5 separate regions of the Mus musculus genome follow, and all the other regions are linked to region 5. A link is a contact called in public Hi-C and HiChIP or PLAC-seq data. All regions are on one chromosome and are shown on one strand. The core of a region is the stretch at or near the end of the contact, and the rest is flanking DNA. Distances in the headings are between cores, read along the strand shown. Region 1 overlaps Adgrv1 (adhesion G protein-coupled receptor V1). Region 2 overlaps Adgrv1 (adhesion G protein-coupled receptor V1). Region 3 overlaps Adgrv1 (adhesion G protein-coupled receptor V1). Region 4 overlaps Adgrv1 (adhesion G protein-coupled receptor V1). Region 5 holds the start of 9330111N05Rik (RIKEN cDNA 9330111N05 gene).

What was found. Hi-C and Micro-C count contacts between places; a contact is called where the count stands out from the background. HiChIP or PLAC-seq counts read pairs in DNA pulled down with a chosen protein or histone mark.
Region 1: a contact with region 5 is called in an H3K27ac HiChIP or PLAC-seq map of microglia, with 5 times the contacts expected there. The contact joins the enhancer-like site here to the promoter of 9330111N05Rik in region 5. A contact is called at or near these places in 1 of 39 promoter capture datasets (the 3T3-L1 cell line), 13 of 484 Hi-C or Micro-C datasets (bone marrow-derived macrophages, cortical glia, cumulus cells and 7 more), 11 of 115 datasets of contacts at active chromatin or transcription factors (the NIH/3T3 cell line, PVALB interneurons, bone marrow-derived macrophages and 6 more) and 2 of 9 other capture datasets (bone marrow-derived macrophages and embryonic stem cells).
Region 2: a Hi-C map of uterus shows a contact between it and region 5, with 3 times the contacts expected there. The contact joins the enhancer-like site here to the promoter of 9330111N05Rik in region 5. A contact is called at or near these places in 1 of 39 promoter capture datasets (cancer-associated fibroblasts), 1 of 15 datasets of contacts at CTCF or cohesin (the NIH/3T3 cell line), 3 of 484 Hi-C or Micro-C datasets (myocytes and uterus) and 3 of 115 datasets of contacts at active chromatin or transcription factors (cardiomyocytes, heart atrium and pancreatic cancer cells).
Region 3: a Hi-C map of liver shows a contact between it and region 5, with 2.3 times the contacts expected there. The contact joins the enhancer-like site here to the promoter of 9330111N05Rik in region 5. A contact is called at or near these places in 2 of 484 Hi-C or Micro-C datasets (both in liver), 1 of 115 datasets of contacts at active chromatin or transcription factors (bone marrow-derived macrophages) and 1 of 9 other capture datasets (embryonic stem cells).
Region 4: a contact with region 5 is called in a Hi-C map of bone marrow-derived macrophages, with 26 read pairs. The contact joins the enhancer-like site here to the promoter of 9330111N05Rik in region 5. A contact is called at or near these places in 1 of 39 promoter capture datasets (the 3T3-L1 cell line), 13 of 484 Hi-C or Micro-C datasets (adipose-derived mesenchymal stem cells, bone marrow-derived macrophages, cumulus cells and 8 more), 8 of 115 datasets of contacts at active chromatin or transcription factors (PVALB interneurons, astrocytes, embryonic fibroblasts and 5 more) and 1 of 9 other capture datasets (embryonic stem cells).

The regions. Positions count from the first base shown.
Region 1 is chr13:81,134,136-81,139,279 of GRCm38.p6, reverse strand. All of the region lies in intron 87 of Adgrv1 (adhesion G protein-coupled receptor V1), which reads left to right. Among named protein-coding and RNA genes, the nearest start is that of Gm32639, 33 kb to the right of the region's middle. Within about 2 kb of position 2,324, at least 150 of the 459 cell types and tissues checked have an H3K27ac peak or open chromatin away from gene starts, as enhancers often do. A contact at or near this core is called in bone marrow-derived macrophages, cortical glia, fibro-adipogenic progenitors and 6 more, where this site is marked.
Region 2 is chr13:81,107,470-81,112,931 of GRCm38.p6, reverse strand. All of the region lies in intron 87 of Adgrv1 (adhesion G protein-coupled receptor V1), which reads left to right. All of the region lies in intron 2 of Gm32639 (a long non-coding RNA gene), which reads right to left. Among named protein-coding and RNA genes, the nearest start is that of Gm32639, 6.5 kb to the right of the region's middle. Within about 2 kb of position 3,836, at least 21 of the 459 cell types and tissues checked have an H3K27ac peak or open chromatin away from gene starts, as enhancers often do. A contact at or near this core is called in heart atrium and uterus, where this site is marked.
Region 3 is chr13:81,208,457-81,213,220 of GRCm38.p6, reverse strand. All of the region lies in intron 85 of Adgrv1 (adhesion G protein-coupled receptor V1), which reads left to right. Among named protein-coding and RNA genes, the nearest start is that of Gm32639, 110 kb to the right of the region's middle. Within about 2 kb of position 1,645, at least 6 of the 459 cell types and tissues checked have an H3K27ac peak or open chromatin away from gene starts, as enhancers often do. A contact at or near this core is called in liver, where this site is marked.
Region 4 is chr13:81,151,940-81,157,125 of GRCm38.p6, reverse strand. It overlaps Adgrv1 (adhesion G protein-coupled receptor V1), which reads left to right. Exons shown (of 90, transcript NM_054053.4): 87 at 1,850-1,971. Among named protein-coding and RNA genes, the nearest start is that of Gm32639, 51 kb to the right of the region's middle. Within about 2 kb of position 1,580, at least 10 of the 459 cell types and tissues checked have an H3K27ac peak or open chromatin away from gene starts, as enhancers often do. A contact at or near this core is called in bone marrow-derived macrophages, where this site is marked.
Region 5 is chr13:80,962,208-80,967,290 of GRCm38.p6, reverse strand. 9330111N05Rik (RIKEN cDNA 9330111N05 gene) reads right to left here and starts at 3,217. Exons shown (of 2, transcript NR_015587.3): 1 at 2,898-3,217.

The DNA.
Region 1 (5,144 bases), core at 1,075-3,574, 170 kb before region 5:
TATCTTGTCTTTAGAGTACAGGAAATGGTAGCAGGGGTGTGTGTATGTGTATACATGTGTACTTGTGTATGTATGTGTGCATCTGTATATGCATGTACATGTGCGTGTGGCATATGTGTGTGGTCATGTCTGCCACAGTGCATATATGGAGGTCAGAGGACCACTTCTAAGAGTCATTTGACCCTTTGGACCATGGGTTCTGACCATCAGGTTTCCATGGCAATACTTTTACCCAGTATCCCATATCACTGGCCCTACTGTTCTCTGTATTTTATCGGTCACCACCTTCCATCTTGCCATAGTCATGCTAGGATTACAGATACATGCTGCTACCAATGGCTTTATGTGGGCTGTAGGCTCCACACTTTCCTCATGCTTAAGCTGTGAGTATGTTATCCACTAAGTCATGTGCCCAGACAAGAAGGGTTTTTAATTAAAAAAAAATTATTATATCATTTCTAGAATTGGATGGATAAAGAAAGTCTGTGTTCCTACAATGTCACAGCTTCTTAAATGTTCAGTTGCTTCTGAAGGCTAAACTGCTATAAGAAATTTACAGAAATCTTTTTTTGTTCTAAGACAAGGTCTCACCTTGTCTAGGCTGCCTCATATCTTGACCTGGCTTTGAGCCTGTTGTATTCCAGCATCAGCTCCCTGAGGGTGACATGATAGGCAGATGCCACCATGACCAGTTGCTAGACACTTTTAAAGACAGTGAGACTGGAATTTTAGAGTTCTAGAACATACTTTAGAGAAGTTTCGGTGCAGGCTTCTTAAATTTCCATATTTATTTAACAAATTTATGATGACTGTATTTACTTTCTATTTCTCATTTTTATTTCAAAGAAATTGTGGGCCACTACTACAACATGAAGCTATATCTCCAAGAAGTCTTTCCATTTGCCCCCATTGCTCTGCTCCTCCCGGTGTCCCACATATTAGATCGGCACCATAATTGCTAAAGAATGAAAATCATTTCACACTGAAAACAGATCTTAAGCTAGCAGTTAGTGTAGCCATCTCACTCAGAGGTATGAAGATACAAGCTCAAGGTAACTTACTGATTTGCTCAGGTCCACAGAACCAAAGTTGATATCAAGGACTAGTGTTATCTAAAGTTTTCATTCTCTCCTTTCGTTATAAATGACAAGGGCAACTGATAGGTCAATATACAAAGGCACTTTTGCTCTGTTCCTAGAAAATGAACCATAAAATACACTGAGGAGAAAAGAACAATCATAACAACAAAAGGCTGAACGTCATGGCACTGAGCAGCTCAGTTCAAGTGAAAATATACTATAGTGTTTCCTCCCTCCCCATCCACAGAAGTAACAGTTGAAACCAGCAGAAAATTCTGCCTTCCCTAGGATCCTATGCTCAGTTTCCAGCAGTAAAGAGTGGCAGTTACTGGAATCTTCACACAGCACATTAGCTGTGGTATCTTGCTGAAGGGGCTCACAGATATTTACTTAAACAAGCCATATAGCTCCCAGTAACTACAGTAGAAGGCCCAAATGGATCCTGTTGATTGTTTGAAATTATAATTCTAAGCAGGGTGATTAGATTTTAAACAACGCTACAAGCAATTCTTCCAGGGGCCATGAGGAACTCATGGCGCTGTGAGACTGGCTTCCTTCTAGCACGTTCAACAGTCATTGTGACTTTAGGAAGGAGGCAGAGGGAGCTGTTTAGGTGATGGATTAACGGGATGGTAGTCTATTGATTTTGAAAGCATCCCAATTTTCATTATGAAAACAAATAAGGATTAAATGGTTTGGGATAAGTCTTGGTGCTTGCTGTACACCCAGCTTCCTGATTTTGTATCCTGAACAAAAGCTACCAATTCATCTTGCTTTGCTTCATGTGCAGCACACTGCACTGTCTAGTTATCTACCTGTCTTACATATAAACTCTGCAAAGGCCCCCTTTACAATAACTCATATCTCTACTAAGTCGTCTTGCACTGGGCAGAGGCTCAGCTGCCTGATCGGTACCTAAAGAATAAAGTCCATGGGTAAGAAACAACCCCTGGAGGGTGGGGTGGTAATGGGGCTTCCACACTGATAGTAGCTACTTCATCTTTGGCTCGAGGCAGTCACTATCTCATTACCGGGATTTTGAAAGCAGGAAGTTGTGAACTACAAAACAGACACCTGTGGATGATCTGGAACTTGGACGCCTGCCTCGTGACGTTAAGGAATCAAACTGTATCTTACTGTGTGTGCTGCCGGCTGCTTGTGAATGAGGCCCACCCGAGCACTGCCTTTCCCTTGTTGCTCCCAGCCCTGTTTTTGTTTTCTGTTCTTCAGTCCCTCTCTGTTTTCTACAGCAGCAGTTCAGAAATGACGGGGCCAAGTCACAGAACAATCCTGTCTCTAGCCCAGTGTTGCAAACAGATTATGTCATGTGTTGGCCTTCTTCCACAAGAAGAAAAAAACAAAAAAAACTTACAAGAAGCAAAGCCACTTCTCAAAGCAAAGTAAACACACAGCCCATGACTGGCTGCATCTGGCACATGAGGAAGTATGTACTTCCAGTGGACCTAGTGTGCTGACTGTGGCACCAGCTTCTCTTTCGAGGCCACCAGACTGTCTTGGGCTGACCTCATTTCTCCTTTTAACCCCACTCCCAGTCTATCATTTGGTCAAGCAGGGGACCTTTCCTTATTTCAGCTCCTCTAAGTGGGACAGTGCCCCTGGCTATCATCAGCACAGTTCTTAGGGAAAAATGTTGGATGATTAAATGTGTTTTTAATATAAACGTTGTTTTGGTAGTACACACTGGAAAATGATGAAGTATGTAAATAATTTGAAAATGTCAGGCTGGGGATGAGGTGCTAGAACTTGTTAGTCATCTCAAGACCAGATTTCTCCAGAGCAAGTGGATTTGTGGGAGAGGAGCGGGGCACTAGAAGTTTCAAATAAGACACTGAATGTAACTAGGATTTAGTGAGGATCATATCCTAGCCTTATAATTAAGATTTACGGGCTTGACTGTCAGAGCAGGGGAACTGGGAGAGTGGGTCTTCAGGGAACGGCCCCAGGCAGTGGAGGACAAAGTGCCAAATGAGGGGAAATACAGAACATGACGCTGCAGGGGTGGAACCAGAAGAGATTACTATAAATTAGTGAGTGCCCAGAAGACTTCAAGGAAGTGGTAGGTTAATGCTGGATCCCGACCAAACAAACAGAAGACTTGGAACCATCATAAAGGGTAAAATAACGTGGAGGGAGGGGGATGGGCATGACGTCATCCACCCCGCGCCTCGGAACGCATGTGTGCATGGTTTGTTGATTTGGTTTACAGTAAACTGTATTTAACAGCTTACTGACAGAAAGTACATTTAACCAGAATAAATTTTGAGGATTATTTAAGACCATCAGGCTCTTCTCTCTTCCCTCTTTCCTCTTGCCTCTCTTCTCGCTCTTTCCTCCCCTCTGCTGATCGTTCTCCTCCTAAGTTATAAAGCGGCTTTTAACATGTACATACTGTGTGCCCAGCATGGAGCTAAGTGCTCCAGGATTCCACTTCCCAGGGGTTAGGAGTGTCACTGACCTGGAAGTGAAGTAGGCCTCTCTGACCGGCGTACTTAAGTCTCTGCTCTAATCATCCACTTCCTCTCTGAGCCTAAGAATTTTCAATGCATTCTCTGGCATCAAGTCATTTACCCCAAGAACTCTGTGTTATGATGGCCCTGACTTTAAGTTTTCTCCACCTCCAAGGGCCCAGAGAGCTCCATCCTTCCACGGGTTTGTATGTCAGGAGTCAACCAATACAGATAGGAAACATTCTTAACAAATCATACCTGTACTGAACACAAACCTATTTGTCTTCTTGTCATTATTGCCTAGATAATATAGTATTAATGTTATATTTATATAATCTGTATAAAACAATTTATACAGACCCTACCTTGGATTAGGTATTTCAAGTAGTCTAAATGACATATGGAAATATAAGAATTTGTGCATCAGTATATGGAAATACTTTCAAGAAGGACTTGAACATGCACAGGTTATGGTATCCTCAGTAGAACCCTGGAGCAACCCTCCCCACATACAGAAGGATCACTGTATCTTCATAGCTATTGTTTATGTAAACAGTATTGCTTACATGACCCATCTGTTCTGCTTAATGTCCTAAATGTTTCTCAAAAGTTCATGTGTTAAAGGCTTGCTCCCAGAGGGTGGTACTCCAGCAAGTGTTAGAAACATTTGGAGGTAGAACCTAGTAGAGAGAAAGCTAGGGCATGGCAGGCATGCCCTAGAAAGGTGCTATTAGGACTCTGTCCCACTGAGCCCTATTGCCCCTCAGTATTTACTAGCTGTCATGAGATAAGAAAGGTTCTCATGCCACACACTTCTACCTTGGTGTTGTTACCCCTCCCCCACTCCACCCCACCCCCGTCGGCGTAAGAACAGTGAAGGGAGCTACCAGGATCTGAAGCTTTGAACCAAAATAAAACTTTTGTATGAGTCAAGTTTATCACAGCAGTGGAAACTTTCCTAACATTCTCATTGTTGGGTTTCAAACTTGAGACAGATGGCTGAGGTGCCTATGTGACACATCAAAAATTGTCCTATCATCTCAGTCCCTAGCTGTTACAGGGCCTCCTGGCTAACATACCCCACCCCACCCTAAACTTCTCCAGGCCAGGGACTGGGCTGCCCTTGCTTGCTCTGTAATCTGACCAGTTTGGTAATCTGTTCCCTGCCTTCTACTCTCTTTTGGGCCTTCTGCCTGGTTCCCCTCTCTCCCCTCTCCCTTTCCCTGTGCTGTCTCCTTACATGACTCATATTATCTCTGGACTCCCACATATGTAATAGGCTTTCTCCTCTACCAAACCTGGGAGCAGTCATGTTCTCCCCCTTTTATTTCTTTCTTTCATTCACCTGGTGCTGAATCTGGGACCAGTCATGTCCTTACCTATTTCTTTTTGTTTGTTTGTTTCTTTTTTTATTCACTCCTCAAAAAGACATGATACACATTGAATTTTAAGATGTATTTTTATTGTGTAAAGTGTGCTCTGTGTATGTATGTGGATGCCAGTGGAAGCCAGAAGAGGGTGTTACATACTATGGAACTGCATCTGAATTTTTTAAGTTGCCTAACATGGATGCTAGAAACTGAAGTGCTGTTCTCTG
Region 2 (5,462 bases), core at 2,587-5,086, 150 kb before region 5:
TGCACTCACTGATAAGTGGATATTAGCCCAGAAACCTAGAATACCCAAGATACAACTTCCAAAACACAAGAAAATCAAGAAGGAAGACCAACTCATGGATACTTCATTCCTTCTTAGAATAGGGAATAAAATATCCATGGAAGTAGTTGCAGAGACAAAGTTCAGAGCTAAGACGAAAGGATGGACCATCCAGAGACTGCTCCACCCGGGGGTCCATCCCATAATCAGCCACCAAATGCAGACACTATTGCATATGCCAGCAAGGTTTTGCTGAAAGGACCCTGATATAGCTGTCTCCTGTGAGGCTTTGCCAGTGCCTGGAAAATACAAAAGTGGATGCTCACAGTCATCTATAGGATGGAACATAGGGCCCCCAATGGAGGAGCTAGAGAAAGTACCCAAGAGCTGAAGGGGTCTCCAACCCTATAGATGGAACAACAATATGAACTAACCAATACCCCCAGAACTCGTGTCTCTAGCTGCATATGTAATAGAAGATGGCCTAGTCAGCCATCATTGGGAAGAGAGGCCCCTTGGTCTTGCAAACTTTATATGCCCCAGTACCGGGGAAAGCCAGGGCCAAGACTTGGGAGTGAGTGGGTAGGGGAGCAGAGTGGGGGGTGAGGGAGGGTATAGGGGACTTTTGGGATAGAATTTGAAATGTAAGTGAAGAAAATATCCAATTAAAAAAAAAGCCAAGCAGTGGTGGCAAAAGCCTTTAATCCCAGCACTCAGGAACCAAGGGGCAGATGGATCTCTGAGTTTAAGACCATTCTGGTTTATAGCACCAGTTCCAGAACTACACAGAGAAATCCTGTCAAAAGCAAAACAAAACAAAACACAATAATAATGATGATGATGATGACAATTGTTAATAAAAAGTACTTATACCGAAATGTGAATGGTAGTAGTACAATTTAGAATTTTATAGTGTTTTTATTTTTGTTATTTATTAAAAACACATTCTTTTGTCATAAAATATATCTTGACTACAGTTTTCCATCCCTCTAGTCCCAGTCCCTCCCCACTCCCCTTCCCCTCTAGTTCAACTCCTCTTCTGCCTTCCATTAATAAAGAATAGGCTTCTAGGAGATTTGAGAATTTTATACCCAACTACTATATTTATATCATTTCTATCCTTTCTTCTCCTCCCAATCACACTAAAGTTCATTATTATTCTTTAATTTTTTTTACATATCTAAAGATAGATGCAGTAATAAATACAAGCTACTGCGTTCCTTTAGCGTTGCTCCTGAGTATATGTATTTAGGAATGACCACTTGGAATTGGATAATCTATCAAAGGGCTTGCTCATCCCTGGAGAAAATAAAATAAATATTCCTGTCCTTTACTTTTCCTCCCAAAGTAGAGCTTTTTTCTCTCCCTGTGGGTTCCACTGTTACCTGCCCCTCCATCCTACCACCCAATGTGATTTGCATTTGGAAACTTCCAATCCAGGACTTCAGGGCTTTGTGACACCAGCTGTTTTTGTTCGTGTGACTTTCAGAAAACTTCACATGTAGTTTTTCTCTCTTGTGTGGATCCTAGCATAGACATCTGTCTAGATCTCTTGATTTTAGGCCTGCCATTCACCAGAGCCAGATATTCCTGAAACCAGCTAACTTCTTTTTCCTTATGTGAGTTCTGAACTGAAAGTCCCTTAAATGAGAAGGCATTCCAGCAGAAGTTGATGGAACCCCCAGTACCTAGTAGGCAATGCTGTGAGAAGTGTTTGAGTAATAAATGCCTTCTAAATGTCTAGGTAGCAGGCACACTGACCAGTCAACAGTCCTCAGAATGAGCTCATGTTTCCTTTCTCTAGTGTCTATACAGATTAAACTGCAGATCTTATTTAAAGTATAAACTAAGAAGATCCACTTAAAAAACTCAACTTAAGAGAAAGACTTAAAAATTAAGAAATTAAATATAAAATTCCTCTCTCTCTCTCTCTCTCTCTCTCTCTCTCACACACACACACACACACACACAATCTTGTGTTTGTCTTTCCAATTTTGTTATTGACCCACACTCTATCGTCCTTATTGCCAAGTGACCAGTGATTCAAAATGCAGCAGGTCAGATCCCTAGAGCAGTTTCAAACCAGAAAGAAGGGCTCATGGTGACTTCTCTGTTTCTCTTTTTTCACTCCTCTGTTTGCCAAGGGAGGAGTGAAAGCCGTAAGCCTTTGAGGAAAAGTAACCGCAGAAAAGAACAAACCTAGCCCCAGTAGAAAGCAGCAGCTTCCAAGAGACACGCACCAGAGGAGCAGGACCACACCCCAACCCCTGACTTCATGCTCCTTCTGGAAAAACTGGGTCTGTACATGCACATGAGGTGGAAAGCACTAACTTGGAGAAGAATCTTATCAACCCATTACTGAATTGGACCAGCTATAATTATAAACGACTCAAAGTAAGAAACCCAACACATACCACCTCTGTCCTTACCCCTTCTCACACTTGCCTGCTGATAACAGTTTAGAATTGTGGTCTCTGGTTTATTAATTACTTCTTGAGTTCTGTCTTTGAGTCAGAGACTATATTATAAACAAACAAACAAAACGTAACTAAGAGCACTGAGCATTTCCTCTTTCTAAGAACTTGCGATTGAATAGATTTCCTTAAAATACCAAATGCTAGCTGGGCGTGGTGGGGCATGCCTTTAATCCCAGCACTCGGGAGGCAGAGGCAGGCAGATTTCTGAGTTCGAGGCCTGCCTGGTCTACAAAGTGAGTTCGAGGACAGCCAGGGCTATACAGAGAAACCCTGTCTCGAAAAACCAACCAACCAACCAACCAAAAAAACAACAAATGTTTGAGATTAAGAGAACTTAATTCTGATGATGCCACCTTGTCCTGCCCTATCTCTGGAGGCAGGAGAGTTGCAGGGCTCTACATGGAAGCCTGAAGTGTCACTCAGCCAGGATCCTTTATAGCTTGATGAAATTGGAGAAAGATCTCAGAAGAGAGTCCAACACAGCCAAGCCACGTTCCACTTCCTGTCTTAGCCAGTTCTGTCTTGTCACTTCTTGTTAAACATGTGAACTGAAGCTCGGGACTGACAGACATGATGGAGCGAACAGCTGAACTCCCTTTGCTTGCTTCACGCTGAACACACTAGAGACCTGTCTCAGTAGTTAAACCTGCGTTTGCTCCCTACCACCCACAAGGCAACTCAAACCCCTGTGACTCCAGTTCTAAGGGATTCAAGCGCCTCTGTGGGTTTCTGCATGCACTTGATGCAAAGAAAATCATGTAAGGAAATAAATAATAACAAATGAAAACAAATAATAATAAACTAATAATAAATAATTCTTTAAAAAGAGAGTAATGAGCATATGTAATCCTTTAAACTATGGATGATTTCCTTTGTGGCTCACAGAACATTGATTAATAAGTTTTTATTCCTGGGTCAAAAGAAATACAGAATGGATCTTAATTTTATAGTCAATCCAACTGTAAATAAGTTAAAGACTCTTAAAAGCATTTTCATGATTATAGAAGGACCATGAAAATAATCAAAACAGCAACTCATAGACACAATTAGCTTCCCTGTAAACCTGCCATCTGTAAATGACAGGAAGTATAGATAGCTGGTGTTTATGAACCTGATGCTTGGTGGGGGTCAAATATTGTTTTATTTGTGAGCAGTCTGAGAGCAGGAATCATGCTCCTTTATCCATGCATCCCAGGGCCCGGCAGTGTAGACTGTGACCGCAACATTCTACAAACGGAGAATCCAGGTGCTTTGTTGAAATTGCTGCACACAACACTGTAGTGGGACCCTGCACACAGCGTGCAGTACTTGGAAGGGGAACTTGTTTTTCCTCTGAGGTCAGAAACCTCCACAGCTGAATACTTTGGATAATGCAGGCCCCCTTTCTATATTTGCACAGCTTGGCCGAGACCAAGCAAGAGTCAATTTAAGCATAATCTGCATTTAAACATTCTTTCCTTTTTATTTTAACCATGTTTGTGTTTCCTGGAGCACATCTAAAAGTCTCAAAATATTTGCCATGTACTTCTATGCTTTTAAGAACAAAAACAATGCAGTTTTTGAGTGTAGCTATGTTCAGCAGGCAGAACATTTCCTGGCGCATGAAAGGCTCGATATGAAAACAAGCAGGAGAGGCTGCAGAGCTTTAACAGATGGTCTTCAGAGATGGGTTTTAAAGCATGAGGTTTGTTTCCTTATCCAGCTTTTAACCTGACACATCTCAACACTTCCAGTGACCTCGAAATAAATCAGGAACATTGCACAACATTTAAGGCTGACACTTTAATTTTTTTCCTGTTTTGTCTATTGCTGTGGCCAATGTAATTAGGTCACAGTCATGTGAAAAGTTAGTTGTATAAGAAAAAATGTTGGATGAGCATGGGTGTTTTCAGGAAGACTTTGTTTCTATTAATGTGCACACTATCATTTGTACTTGAAACCAATTCACTGGGCCTACATCTTTTGGAATATTAATATGCTCTCCAAAAACAGACAAGCCTGAATCAAAGGGAAATGTGTGTTTCTGCTTGCTCTGATGTGACAAGTACAACAATGAGGAGTTTTGTTTTGTTTTTGTGTGTTTAGCATGCACACCACTGCTTTTTAAATGCTCTTAGTTATAGAGACCAGCTGAAAAGGTGTCACCCTAGTAGAAAGAGAAGAGTCTAGACTCTCACACGCCTCCAAAGACAGCCATGTATAGCATAGCACCTTGTCCTCTCAGGTCCTGTATGTAAAAGCTAATTCTGACTGGGGGGGGGGGGCTGTGGTGATTGCTAAGAAGTGTAGACAGTTCGGGTACAGTTGTACAGCTGGTACAGTTCCAATTGCTTCAATACTCGAGAGATGATGGGAACCATGGGGACAGCACATTTTACAAATGCTGACACTTGTTGATGTTTTCAGAAAAACTTTTACATTAATTCTATTTATTCTTTAATTAGCTGAGTATCTTTATTTTTATCTTTGTGGATTCAAAATTTTAGTGACAAATTCTTATATGCATTCAAATTTTAAACACCAAGAAATATTTAAAAAAAAACACAATTTAAGGTATCTTATTGTCTAAATGAAATTGTCAGAATCACTAGGCTTTGAACAGTAGTCTTACAGTAAGTACAGCACGTGTGGAAAACATGAAGGAAGAAGGGTGTAATGAGCAGAACTCGAACAGAAAGGCAGTGTCCTTCTTTGTGACGGAAGCAGAGTAATTATCAAGAGTTCAAGTATGTTGTGAGGAATTTGAAGGGCTAACGGCTTTTGAAGAATGCACTAGAGAGGTTTGCTGTTCTTGTGCAACATGTATGGAGAAGCTCTGCTTAACTGTTAAGCAATCAGCAGAGTCCCTATGCAGTGAGTTGGTTCCCAGGAAGGTAAGGAGGTGAGATGCACACAGGGTGTCAAGTGACAGCTGTTCAGCTCTTTCCAGACACACACAAGATGAGCAGAATGCCCCATCAGCTAGTT
Region 3 (4,764 bases), core at 396-2,895, 250 kb before region 5:
GGAAAAGTGATTGTTGCTTCCTGTTATTTTTGTTGTTAGAGGTAGAATTATGTTTATGTTGCTATCTTCTTTTTGGTTTGTTAAAAGAAGATTATTTTCTTGCATTTTGCATTTTCTTTGATTGTTGTGTCAATGTTTTCTATGGTATCTTCTGCACCTGAAATTCTATCATCTCTTTTATTCTGTGGCATCTATGACTCCTGATATCTTTCCTAGGTTTTCAATCTCCAGGCCTGTCTCTCTTTGTGATTTTCTTATTGTTTCTATTTCCATTTTTAGATCCTGGATGGTTTTGTTCAGTTCCTTCACCTGTTTGGTTGTGTTTTCCTCTAATTCTTTAAGGGATTTTTGTGTTTCCTATTTAAGGGCTTCTACCTGTTTACCTGTGTTCTGTATTTTTTTAAAGGGATTAATTTATGTCCTTCTTAAAGTACTCTATCATCATTATGAGATGTGATGTTAAATCAGAATCTTTCTTTTCTGGTATGTTGGGATATCCAGAGCTTGTTGTGGTGGGATAATTGGGTTCTGATGATGCCAGGTAGCCTTGGTTTCTGTTGCTTATGTTCTTGTGCTTGCCTCTTGACATTGGTTATCGCTGGTGTTAGCTAGTCTTGCTGTCTCTTACTGTGGCTGTCTCTCCTGCAAGCCCATGTGTCAGTACTCCTTGGAGAACAGCTCTCTCCAGGCAGTATTTGGTTATGGAGTACTGTGGCACAGAATCAGCTCAGGGGGCAGATGGAAACTGGAAGCAGAAATACTTGATAAACCTAGAAAAGCTTTGTGAGTGCCCTTTAAGATAGTCAGTTCTTGACAAGCTTACATGACAGTAAAGGATAATGTCTCACAAACACTTTCATCTGCTAACCAGGGCAGTTAATGCTGAATAATAGAGACAGTGATACAACTCTTTTTAATTTTATATCTCATTAATATGTTTGATTGATGAAGTATAGTCATGAAGCAATTCTCTTGTGTTGTTTCTGCTTGATTATTTTAAGATTCAATATTTGTATTCTTTGAGAATTGCATAAAATGTGATAATACTGACCTTCTACTTCTGGTGTCTTTCTTCATAATAGATTCAATAGAAGTCTATGCTTCTAAATAAAATACAGGAAAGCCTCTTCAAACTTAATCACTCTTAGTAGTTGTTCCTTCAGTCAGTCTCTTAGTTGGTTGTCTTGTTCAATAGTATTATCTGAGCTGCTTCTAATTTATCACTATGACTGTTCTTCCAATTGCTAGGACTTAAGAAGGATGAGCTGTAAGTCTGCTTCATTTTTTCTACCCCCATTTAGCTATGTTAACAAATCTCTATTTCTGATTCTCCCGAGTTGTAACACAAGGGGAAAGAATAGAAAAATCAGGCAGGAAGATACTGGCAAGTTTATTTAGTTGGTACAGTCATCAATTGAAAGCTATCTTTTAGAAAATTCTTTAATATTTGTTGTCTCTAGCAACTCAGAGAAATATATGCAGGCTCTCTCTGCTGTAACCTTCTGACCCTCCTAGAATGTTCCTTTGGAAACAACTAGAATCATCTCATGCCAGCTTTCTCTTGCACAATGCATGCACCACAAACATGTTTGTGAGACTTTGCTCAAGTAAACTTTTAAAGTGTAGCTTTAGTCATCCCAATGACCTTCTCTTGCTTGCTGCAAGACCAGACTGCTGAGCTGCCAGGGTGTCTCTATTCAAATATCTTACGTAGCTTTTAACACCAGAGCTGATTTTCCCTGCAACTCCAGAGGGCTTACTGAGTATCTGCAAGCAGCACAGTTGTAAATCCTCTTCCCCCACTCCTCCCACCCCCACCCTGTCCTCTTCCTCCTCCTTTCTCCCCTTCTTTTTTCTCTTTTTCCTTCCCTCTCATTCTCCTTTCCCCTCCCCTCCCTCCATTTCTGCTCCTTTCTCTCTCCCCTCCCCTCTCTCCCTAGGAAAATGAGATAGGGATTATTTAAATTCTTGCTCTCTATTCCTTGGTTCTCCCATTTTTGTTTTGTTTTGTTTTGTTTTTTTAATTGTCCTGTATAAGGACCTTGACTCATGAAGGTTTTCCATCCAACCTCTTCAAAGACCTTCAGTGTCACAGCTTTCTGCAGTCTGTGTCACAGTCTGCCTTCAATATCCTGGCTACTGATGCCACATGCTTACCACCAAAATGTCATTTTAACAAAATATCTAAATTAGTAAAAAAAAAAAAAAAATTACTAAGTGTTGCAGCTCTTTTTAGCTTCTTCACTAATTTTCTAACTCCAACACAGGATTATTTTGTCAGAGGGCAATTCACATAACCCACTCAGAGGTGAGGGACATTAACAAGCTTATAACCAATTTAAAATGTCCAGGCTTAGTGCGGCTTTCATATTACAACAAATATTTGTTATACATTTTGCTTTTCTGTAATAGAAACAAAACAAGCAAGCAAACAAAAACTAATACTCAGCCGGAAAAGATTACTCAGCTGAATCAACCAGTATTTACCAGTATGCTGGGAACCAAGGCCAAGGCCCTGAGCATGCAAGCAAAAGCAATCTACTGAACTCATGCCCCAGGAGAGCATATTTTGGGGAGAGATTTGCTTTAAAGGCTTAGTAAACTAGCAACTCTTTCTCCCTTAACAAAATATGAACATGAGACAACACTAGCTTATCCCTACAGACCTTAGTAGTAAGCAAGTACTGAACTATCCTCTACTTTCACCCATTTGGTTGCTCTTGAGAATGGTATAACTTCCCTTACCAACATTTACGTGAGAATTTTCCAGTAAAAGAATATAGGGGTTGTATTAGTTTGGAGAAACTCATAAGCTGACCTTGAAAGTTTTTGTAAAATTGTTTTTCTGAGTGTTGGTACTATAACTGAGATGAAATACTAAATATAGAGCCTGTGAGTGTTTGGGGTAAATTAAACCCTAAGATCTCTTTTTGAGATGATGACAGGTAGTAGGCATGGAGGTGGACACTGAATTCTTCTATTGTTTAGAAAATAGCTTGGAGGTCTTGAAGTTTGCTTCCAGCTCACATAGTTCACAGGGTTTCCTGGTGGTGACTCAGAACTCACGTATTTGCTTATGGCCACTTTGTGAGGAAGATGTAAAATCTGTGCTGAGTAGATTTTTCTCATCTAGGATCCCAGCAAATTAGTCCAGCATTTAAAAAAAAGAAGTTACATTTTCAAACTTGCCACACGGTGGCCTACTTAGAATGAGGTACCCCCATGTGAGATACTAGTTAATTAAATGGATGCATGTTATAGAATCATCAAATATTAACAGCTGTTATCCTGAGTGTTCATTCAGAATGATCACAAATATTATCGTTCAGAGTAGTTACCAATAGCTTCTGCTTAGGCAAATACTGAGATTTGAAGATAGTTATAACAAAGTAAAATGGATTCAAATGGGGAAAATGCCAACCTGAGGCAGGTATAAAAATCAGTTGTCTTATGCCTCTTAATTACTTTTTTCAATGTGCATTGGCATCTTGCCTGCATATATGTCTATGAAGGTACCAGAGCCCCTAGAATTGGAGCTACAGACAGTTAGTTATGAGCTGCCATGTGGGTGCTAGAATTGAACCTGGCTTCTCTAAAAGCAATGGTCTTAATTACCAAACCATCTCTCTATGCCCTCTTAATTATTTTTTTAATTTTTAAAAATTAATTGTTTTATTTATTTACATCCCAAGTGATGCCCCTCCCAGCACCACCTCCCATGGTTGTTCTCCCCTCTCCCTCCCCTTCACCCCCGAGAGAGAGCTCATATATGCTCTTTGGTGGTTGTTTTTTGGGTTTTGGGTTTTGGTTAAAATTTTGTGATAACAGAGTCTTGCTATTTTGCACAGGTTAGCCTTAGGTACCTGGCTCAATAAATCCTCCACCTTCAGCTAGCTGAATAGCTAGGGCTAAATTACTACTAAACCTAGCTTAATCCCAAACATCTTAATTGTAGGCTGCTGACTGCTAGTAACTTTATTTGATCAATGTCTTGGTACTAGTCATTTGATAATGGTTATTCCAAAACTATGGAAGAACTGGCCAGTTTATCTTTCTTTTTTCCTTTGGATCTTTAAGCAAGTGCAAATGTTAATATCAGTGAGTTGGCACTGAAAGATTTGTTTTAAAGAGTAAGCCATCCAACTTGTGCATATGTCATAGCCCAATCGATATCTGTTTTAAAAACTTTCTCCTAAAAAGAGAATGTGTGGATAGTATAATCCCCAAAGCTGTGTCGTAGCATCATCTACTGAATGGGTTTGTGCTATCTTTAGCTGATACCATTGAACAATATGCATCATATTTCTTTACAATGTAATTTCATGACATTGCATTGTACATTTCTATGTGCTATGAAGAAAGTTTAGCATTAAGATCTAGAGTTTTAACTTGTTAAATATGTTTGCTTTCTTAGGTGCTTTCTTAGATTGGTAGATGTGATTTATTAAAGGATAATGAAGGGAAGTAGAGGTGAGGGGCAGATAGCCAGCTTCCTTCTGTGCATTCTGAGCTTTTCCTCTCAGTTTTGATCTATGTGCTGTATCTTGTCTTTTCTTCATTGGGTTGAAGCATCCTGGAAGGAAGTATTGGCTCAGTAACTGCCTCCTTCCTAATATAACTGTGATCCCTAAATTGTCAGACCCTTTTGAAATCCTTGTATGATGGACTTTTCACCAAGCTTACCCTTCTTCATCTAGATTGCATTGGGGAGGTTACAAAGTGATGTGGCTTTCCAGTTACTCTTTCTAAATTTAGTAAACTATA
Region 4 (5,186 bases), core at 331-2,830, 190 kb before region 5:
ATTCTAAATTGAGTCAAGCTGAAATGTAAAGCTAGCCAGCACAGTACTCTACAAGAAAAACTGCCTGTAATAAATCAAGATGTCAGAGTCAAAGATCTCAACCATTTGGGTTCAAAGGAATACAGAGATGCCAACGATGCAACACTGGCTCTCACTGGACAGAGGAAATTGTTAGAATAACTGAATGGTGTTTGTGAGATCGCTCAGTGTGTAAAAGTGTTTGTCATGCAGGCATGATGGACTGAGTTTGAAACCCAGAACCCACTGTGAAAGGACAAAATCAATTCCTGAAAGTTGTCCTCTGGCTTACACACATGCTGTGGCATGCAGTTGCCCTCACTCAGGCACACAAGCAAAATGCATGCATACATATACACATACATACATACTATATTCAATACATATGTACATACATACATACAAACATACACATACATCCTACATACCATACATATATAATACATACATACATACATACACACAAAAAATTCATTCACACACAAATAATAAATTAAAATTTAAAAATAATAACCAAACGGAACTTGAGGGTGTTTCTGTGTTGCTTTCTTCATTTTTGAAACTGTCTATAAAAGAAAATATCTTTGTAGAAAATACAAAATGTAGTATTTACAGAGTAAAGAAGATGCAGTTGACAACTTCCAGATAAATTTTTAAGACCACAAAGTCCTGTAGCCATACCGACATTACATCTAATGTGCATGTTTGCAGTTGTTTCAGAGCAAAATAAAAAATTTTAATTGCTGAAGTCGTATTTAACTATTCAAATCCCCAGAGTGTGTGAGGATTTTTAAGTGCTGTTCATGGATGATCAGGACTGCCCTGGGGGTTCCTGTGCTAGTCTATCCCCATGCATTTCAATATCATGAAAATATATTTATGTATGGCTGCTTTACGACTTCATTCATTTTCTAAAGTACACGTAGATTGTGGTATCACTATTAAAATCTCTTCTGTAAAGACATCTGAAAACTCTAATAACACTCCCTCACTAAATCAGAGACAAGTGGAAATGACCATGGTCCTGTGACCCAGAATCACTGTTAGAGAAGCTGAAGAGAGAGATAGCTCTGTGGTTGAGAGCACTGCTGCCCTTTCAGGGGACCCGGGTTCAATTCCCAGCATACACCAGTTGACTCACCACTGTCTGTAACTCCAGTTTCAAAGCATCTGACACCCTCTTCTGGCTTCAGCAGGTCATACAAAACATGCAGGCAAACACACATACACAAAAAAATAATAAAAATCAATTTATAGCTCCAGTGGCACAATGGACCCATTGTGCAGGGTACTTAGTATGGAAACCATCAGGACAACTGCACAAGAGCATGATGGGTAGAAAACACGTCCCCTGATGGCAACTGAGTCAGTCACTTCATCTCCACTTGGAACAGTCACAATACATTTTGTTATCTTCTCAAGGAAATAAAAGCTGAGTATCACACAAAGAACTTTAAATGTCATGATTTTAATGCCATGTTGGAGTATGCTTACTGGAGAGCACAGGGCTACCTCAAGAAATTTGGGAATCTTTGTGTTTGTTCCTGTTACTTCCCACACAGTCCAGCAGGTGGTAGCCTAGGCAGGGACAAATGTCTTCCTTCTCCTTCCCCAAGTGGCAAGCAGACCCATTTGAAAACCTGGAACTGTGGCTCTGCACAATGCCTTCCCTCCTCCACACAAGAAAAGGAAGGATTTCAAAGGTTGTTTCCTGGATGGGTATTAGGGTATAGACCATCTTCCCTGAGAAGGAGACCAAACTAATACTGTGTTTACATGTGATTAATCATGCGATATTCTGAACATATTTCCTTGTCTTTGTGATTTTCAGAAATTCCTCTGATTTTATATCTCTTCGCCCTGATTTCTATGACGTGGCTTTGGGGAGGACTGCATATGGCCTACAGACACTTCTGGATGTTGGTTCTCTTTGTCATTTTCAATAGTCTGCAGGTAAGCCAAGCCTTACAGGCAATACACATTTAATGAATGCAAAGCACCAAGTGTCAATGTTCAAAACGTAAGAGTCTACATAAAGTTGAGTTTGTGTGCACAATGGCATACAACATTTTAGAGTAATATGGTAGGAGTTAAATATTTAACATTTGAATGTGGCAGAAATTACAACTTTCTTATCATGTACACATAAAAATGGAAAGTATTTACTAGTTTATTTTCAGCAATATTGAGTAACTGCAAAACTGTGTTTCTTTATGGATAGTTTTTAATCAGACGGTAACGATGGAGAAATAATCCAAATACATGGGGCATGTGTATCTACACATTAGTTCAATTGAACAGTGAATTGATGGTTAAGCAATTTCCTCTTAATGTTTAGATATAAGAAAATTTCAGTGACTAAAAGTTATATTTGACCCCTACTCAAGTCCAATAATGGCAAGTTTAAATTAATTTTAAAAATACGTTTAAGTTTTATAACTGAGGGCTATAGCTATAGCAAAAAAAATGAAAACTGACTTTCAGAGCTTTTGTGAAATGGGAAGATGTTGCATTCTAAAATTATCAAATGAAACAAATGAACACTTTTTTTCTTATTTTCCAACATGAAAAAAAAAAGCCAGACTAAAATAGTTCAATAAAATTACCCAAACTGCTTTTACATAGTCATTATTTGTTCACTGTCTTATAAAATGGATATGTGCATAAATACATATGCTGAGAATCATGCAGCTGAGATATGATTCAGTGGTAGAGCATTTACATAGCACACAGGAGGTCTATGGGTCACTACTTAGTCTTAAAAGCAGAAGAGAAGAGGAGGGGGAGACACTTTCTTTAATCAGAATACAAGGTACATGATGACATTTGATCAAAGTACATTATCTGGTTAGGAAGGGGAAGCCACAAAGTGACCTAAAAGTTTGAATCTAGAGAGTACATGGGCACCTCTGCGTAGGCACAGTGGAAGTACACTGGTACTGTCAATACCTAGAGAAGACCGCCACACCCCTGTAGGACCAATGATTGAAATGAGTAAACCATCAGCTATAAGATATGCCACAGTTGGTGACACTTACACCAAGTATTGTGAAGGCTGAAGGACCATTTCCCTCTGCCTGTACCAGTATGTACTCTAAGTGGAAAGGTAGGACATTAGGCCAACTTTAAATACCTAAGTTCTAGCAGAATTAAGATCAAGGTCCATACTGATAGCTTGCTGTTGTGTGACAAAATTTTCCTGGGGATATGAAACACATCCCAGATAGGGAACCTTGACAGACAAAGGATAGGTACCACCAAAGTCCAATTTGGTGAACCCAATGAGTTTCATTGAGGTCACTTAAAGGATAAAGGTAAGGGGTTATTGACAGGAGCAGAAACAACTCCAAACACAGCTGCATCACCAAGGTCTACTCTAGCATGAGTGACAGATCACAATAGCAGGGATTCTGAAGTACACTGCACAATCTGCAGGTAGCTCAACCAACAGGTAGGAGACTGTTCTCAGGTGCCTCAGCTGCCCTAAACCTCTTTTAAGCAGATCAGCTGGTTTTTGCTTCTTCCTGGAAGCTGGTCTTGTCTGAGAGTCTTCTTAGTAACTGGGCTCTGTTTACACTGGCAGCGAAGGGCCTAGTGAATCTGGTCAGTTTCAGGTACTTCCTGATGCTAATTTTTAGTTGTTTAGTTCCCTGTTTAAGCAGCTCACAAGCAGGGTGGAGTGTTTTGATCTCGGAGAAAACTGTTACACAAGACTTGCACATGTATTTGATTTGGCAGCTTCCCTATGGTACACAGGTATGGTGCAGATCTTTAATATTTGCTGCAGAGCTTTAAAAATTGAAAAACATTGAAAACTTGAACTTCTGACTTACAAGGTATACGCATATGGTGGTGTTTTTCAAGCCCTGAGAAGAAGCCTCTCATGTAGAGTATATGAAGATATTATATGTGGTACGTTTTATTGCTTGTAACTGAATCCATAACACCCCCCTCTGCTTCTTAGACAAATGAAGAATGTGTGGCTGACAACGGGCTATTTCGGGCTGAGAAAGCAGGGTTAGCTGAGGCTGTATACAAGAAGAGTGGTTAGTATTGTCTAGATGAAGAAAATGGTTTATGGGATGAAAAGAGGAGACAGAAAGTGCAGGTTGACACAAATACCAGCTCCCCGTGCCCTTGAGATGCTCAGCATCAGCCTAACCAAATATGAAGTCTTGGGTGTTTTGGTTGTTTTGCCTTGATGGATTTTATTGTCAATTTTAATCTTTTTCTCCTTTTAGATGTGGTGGCTGTTATGGGAAATATTAAAAAAAGAACCTGCATGTTTCCGCACTTGTGCCTCTGCCTTGGCAGCCTGGCTGGCCATGCACTGACAAGCAATGGCCAAACTGTTTTATTTCATGGAAACTCTCTGGCCTGGAGTTCCTGAAATATCTCCACCCAGCTCACTAGGTTCCCGCTTTCATGTAGTTACCATGCCAGCCCCGTGCTTCAAATCCTTCGTGGTGCACATCAGGCAAACTCGTGCTCTGCCACCATATCTTTCTCTCTTGAGCCTAGGCAAGCAGCCATGTGAAGGAAAACACAACAAAAACTTAGTTCAGAAACAATGGCAACTCAGACTCTGGGTGCAACAACTAAGACCTAATCTTGAAAGCCTTATTAAAATCTGATTGCTCCGAGGGCGAATCCTTGAGGATCCGTCCTGATAAGGGGAAACTCTAGCAGCTACATCTTACCCATATGCTGTCCCTGTTCCAAAAGGGCCTTACTCTCTCCTGCTTCCTCTCTTCCACTGTTCATCCAGAAAGCCCCGCCTACTTGCCCAGTGATTGGCTCCTTTATTCATTAGGGGATTGGCTCACAAGAAGGCACCTGAGTACTTGACTCATTCCTAGTTCTAGACAGCATCTCCTGGAAGAGCAGAATTAACATAAAAATACAAGCAGCACAGAGCCGTTCATAACAGGTAGCATGTTCATATGTCTGTGCTTACCCTTTCAGAGAATGACGGGAACTGTTTAGAGTACTGAAAAGAGCCACACTGAGCAGGCAGGCTGCTGTCACCAGAACTATGAGTATTAGGACAGTGCTGAGGTGGGGGGGCAGTGACGGGTTTTAGAACTGTTGAGTTTTCTTCAGTGATTGAGTATGAGAATATAGAGGGCAGGGGAGGGGCATCATTGAGAAATGCCTGACTTGACTGG
Region 5 (5,083 bases), core at 1,968-4,467:
GGTTAAAACCCATAAAATAACAGCCAGTAGAAGAGAATAATGTGTTAGTTATTTTACAAAATGTGATTGACATTTTAAAATAATGGTTATTTTTAATGACAATTTTTACATTGTGCCTTCTCACTTATTAAAAGTAAAATGTCCAAATCTGCCTTTTCTGAGTATAATATCACCCCCTCTTGTCCAGGCTGGCCTTAGATGTCTACCGTCCTGCCACCCAAGTAACTGGGATTAAATGTACAGGCCATGATACCTTGCATGGCTCTCAATGGCATCCAAATCCTCTTGCTAGCTATGAATATAACTTTACTTGGAAGCAGATTATTTATAGATATGTTTGATTTAATATGAGTTTATTTAAAAAGGGACCTCATGTAATCTGGCCAGTATCTTTACTTTTTTATTTTTAAGTTTTAGACAGGGTATCATTATGTACTCCTGGATGAGTGGGAAATTCAAGATCCATCGATCTCTGCCTCCAAGTGCTGGGATTCAAGGCATGCTCCACCACACTGACACGACCCGTTCATTGTTGTTTGTGTGCTTTAAATGTCTTAGCCAGGTTGTCCTGGTGCATGCTTTTTAGCTCTTATTTATGTTAGTACACGGTCGCTCTCTTCAGACACACCAAAAGAGGGCATCAGATCCCATTACAGATGGTTGCGAACCACCACGTGGTTGCTGGGAGTTGAACTCAGGACCTCTTGAAGAGCAGTCAGTGCTCTTAACCTCTGAGCCATCTCTCCAGCCCCATGACCAGTTTTTAAATCAATCCTTTTTCATTTTTCTTTTAATTTTGTGATTATATCAACATCATTTCTACCTTCTCGTTCCAAAATTTCCCATATTGCCCTCATTGCTCTCTTTTAATAATATGGCCTGTGAGGGGTGTGTGTGTGTGTGTGTGTGTGTGTGTGTGTGTGCGCGCGCGTGTGTGTGTACATATATTCCTAACTGTACCTCTGTTCTGACTGTATAATGATAACTTGTATGTAGGTTCTCAGGGCTGATGATTTGATACTGGATAACCAATTGGTGTGTTCTTCCCTGGAGAAGGCTACTTCTCCCACTCTCAGCACTCCTTAGTTCACTATAATTCTTCACAGGGTTGAGGCTCTATCCACCATGGCATTTCAGTGCTATCATCTTTGTGCAGCTCATCTTAGAGGATCATAATGGGACAGATGTTATGGGTGTAGCTTCTGACATTAGTAGGAGACATTACTTCACAGCAAACCCTATAGTCCTTTGGCTCTTAGTCTTTTCACCTTCTCCAGTGTTCCTTGAGTGGGGAAGTGTTTTGTAGATGTATTCACTGGGACTGGGCCCCACAGCTCTGCATTTTGATTGGCTATGGTTTTCTGTAACGGTCTCTGTGGCAAAGAGAAGTTTCCTGGTGAGAGGTGATGACTACACTTATGGTTGGGTACGAAACAGATATTTAAAATTTAGTTAAATATTATGCTGGTTGCTAAAAGTGGTGATTATAGATTCTTTCCCAATTCATGATTTCACTAGCCCCGAGGAGTTAAACAGGTTTCTAGTCCCAAGCCCCCAGTTTCCCTCTAGTTGAGCAAATCTTAAATCCAGTTAGAGAGGTGTTGGTTACTGCCAAAGCTCATGTTCCCCCACTGTACCCTTAGGGTTAGTGTACCATTGTTGCTTATAGAAATTATAGCTGGGTAGAACTTTTGGTTGCCTCCCTCCTTTGGAAACACCATGAAAGCTAGTTGTCAGGAATGGCACATTCAGGTCACTTTCTTATCCCTTTGTCTGAAGTAACTGCTATCTTCAGTAATAGAGATTGTTTTCCATTTTTGGGGGAACAACAAGGACAAGAGCGATAGTCTGTATGTGGGGGAAGTCTCTTGGACAACCCTATTCAATGACTCAAAAGAAGGCCTCTCATTACTGGTGTTGGGTTTTTCTTAGGTGATTTTTGGTTCTGGTAGAAAGCATTGTCAGCCCAGATGAGGAAATTTTATTTAAACTATATATGATATTATACATAGACTAACTGGTATTTTGGGGTTCTTTTAAGGTAGCTAATGGTATGATTCAGGCATCCTTACTGTTATCTTACTCTCTCCTTCTGTGTTTATGTGCCTTCTCTTCCCTAATAACAGCACACCCCTTTTCCCAATTATCCATCGTATCTCTTGTACCCTGCTATTTCCATCTGTATCACTTCCCCACACCCATCCCAGAAATGGTGTGCACTTGCATTTGTCAGTGTGGAACTTGGAGCCTCCAGTGAGAGCACATGACCTTAGTAGGGAGTTAATGTGGAGACAAACACAGAAAAAAAATGCCATGTGATCCAAGCAGCATAGACTGTATGCCAGGGACAATCAGAGATCTATGGCCATTGCTGAGATGTAGAAAGGAGCCCAGAGGGGTCTACCTAGAACATGGTGGACAGTCTCCAGGATTGTAAGAGGGTAAGTCCATGTGGTAGTGAATATGCTTGACCCAGGGAGCGGCACTACCAGGAGATGTGGCCATGCTGGAGTAGGTTGGCCTTGTTGGAGGAAGTGTGTCACTGTGGGGGTGCACAATGAGACCCTTCTGCTAGCCATGTGGGAGCTAGTCTTCTAGCAGCATTCAGATAAGGAATATAGAACTCTCAGCTCTTCCCTCTTCCTGCACCATGCCTGCCTGGACGCTGTGATGCTCCTGTCTTGATAATGATGGACTGAACCTCTGAACCTGTAAGCCAGCCCCAATTAAAGGTTGACCTTGTAAGAGTTGCCTTGGTCATGGAGTCTGTTCACAACAGTCAACCCTTAACTAAGATAGTCCACCTTTACTATTTTAGGTACAGTGCTAGGTGTGGCACTTCTTACCGAAGTCCTGGAAAGTGAAAGATGCTGTCCTCCCCCACGCCTTCTCCTTACCTCTGCCAGCCCACTGATCAGTTCTTCCCAAGTTCACGATATAAAGAGACCTCGTAAACATGCCAATTTTGGATGGAGTCTGAGATTCTAGGCTCTAAGGACGCAGCGGAGGATGATTTTGAACTTCTGTTCTCCCTTCCTCCACTCCAGTCTTCAAGCATACTAGGCAAGCACTCCTCCGTCTTTGCTGCGTCAGCAGCTCAGAGAGCCTGTGCTTCTTATGAGCTACTTTGTGATGCTGGGTTGCTGGTCCAAGAACTCTACTTGGACCAACAAGGGCTTGTTGGGGAGTTTGCTCCAATGCTAGCAAAGATGAAGCTGGAAGAGTTTCCCAGAGAAATGAAAATGTCCAGGGATCGGAAGTCGGAACAACTTCCTGCTGAGGCTATAGCTGTGTAGCAGTGTCTGATTAGAGCATCAGGCCTTCGGTTCCATCTCTACCATATCAACAGCGATGTAAATGGCTATCACTATAACAGTACGCTGATATTTTATGTGGCCGCCCCGCATTTTACCTTTCCAGTATTTTAGACAGAAAGATGAATAAGAACACCAGAACCAACGTGGTCTGTGTGTTCAGTCTAGGAAAACTGCTTTCCTCCTATCCTCTGGTAGGCTTTGCGGATCACGTGTTTCACTGGCAGGTGGCCGGTTTCTAGTTTTATTCAGGACATTCTGCAGCTGCAGTTTGGAGTAAAATTGTGCTCTGGGACAGGTGGTCCAAGCTACGTTTGCAGAAATGCTTATCTATCGTTCTCTTCATTTTAAACTCCGAGGAGGAAGCAAGAAACATGGCCGCTATAAAGACAGATTTCAACAGGCCTTCTAAATCCCCGGGACCTCTCCAAGGGCAAGGAAGCTAATCAGTGCCTGAGATGACAGATAGGATGTCGCGATGAAGGCCCTGGATTTTACAGTAAGTCACTGCCTGTACACCATGCCAGATTCCAACCTGACTTGCGTCACCGCAGTGTGGCTTTATGACAAGATTAGTTACCAAACACACTGAAAAGATAACCTTAGGAAACGGAGGGCATAAATAAGACAGAAGTTTGGAACCGCGGAAGTATTAAAAAAATCCAAACGAAGATCATCTCAAAGTCACTGTTCAAGGACAAAGCCGGGATTTGCGCCAACAAGCTTCGATGGAAGAATTTGATCCCTAGACTAGTCAGCCCTTAAGGCAAAGAAAACAACGCAGGAAGTTAGTGCTGGGCTTGGTCGGGATTCAAAAGCTGTAAACCCTGCGCTGCTCCGGGAAGCGCAGAGACCGGTCTGCAGCACTGAGGGCTCGGCCTCGGCGTGCACGGAGCCCGGCAGCCTCTGGCTGTGCAGGGCGAAGCGGGAGTCCGCGGGAGCGGTGACTCAGCGCTGAGTCAGGCGAGCGCTACGTGCCGGGAGACCGGCTGTCAGGAAGGGCGTCCCAGCGCCTCGGCCGCGGAGACCCCGGGGCCACTCACCCGCCGCACGCACGGGCCAGAGCGGGTGACGTCCAGGATCCGCAGCGGGGGTGGGGTGGGGGGTGGGGGTGGCCCCACGTGACCCCGTTTCCAGGGCTTAGGCTTTCGTCCCATGTATTTCCTCAGATAGGAGATTTCTCTTGCTCTGGCTTGTATTTGTTGTTGTTTGTTTGATTTTTTTTGGAGGGGGGGGTGTGGGTGGGTTTTGTCTGCTTGTTTGTTTTTTGCTTTTGTTTGGTTTTATTTTTTGTTTGCTTACGTTTAATTTTTTTAATAATCCGCACCCAATTTGAGAAATGACATTTTTAAATGAGACACAGGAAGAATGAGTAAATAAAACAAAAACACGCCTTGCAAGTGATGTGTCAAACCTTTGCACGACTTTGAGGTTAAATCATTGTGGCCTTAGTGGAATTGTAAAACATTAGGTATCCTTGGAAAAAGAGAGTTTAACTCGGTTTTGATGTTCAGTGTTAAAGGAAGCCAATCTTTGGTCTTTGTGCAATTGCCTTTCTCATAAAGGATTCTAAAAGCTGGAGGCATGTTTGATAGTAACAGAGAACCATGATGGTGTCCTGGGCATTCAGCCCTCTAGCATCCTGTTCGGATTTTTCCAACTGTACTGGTGATTGTGGCAATGCTATGTTGAGAGCCAATGGCAAGTGTTGCATTGTTCAGTGTAGCTGATCAATGAGATAATCCAGAGACAGGTCGAGGGACAGGGAC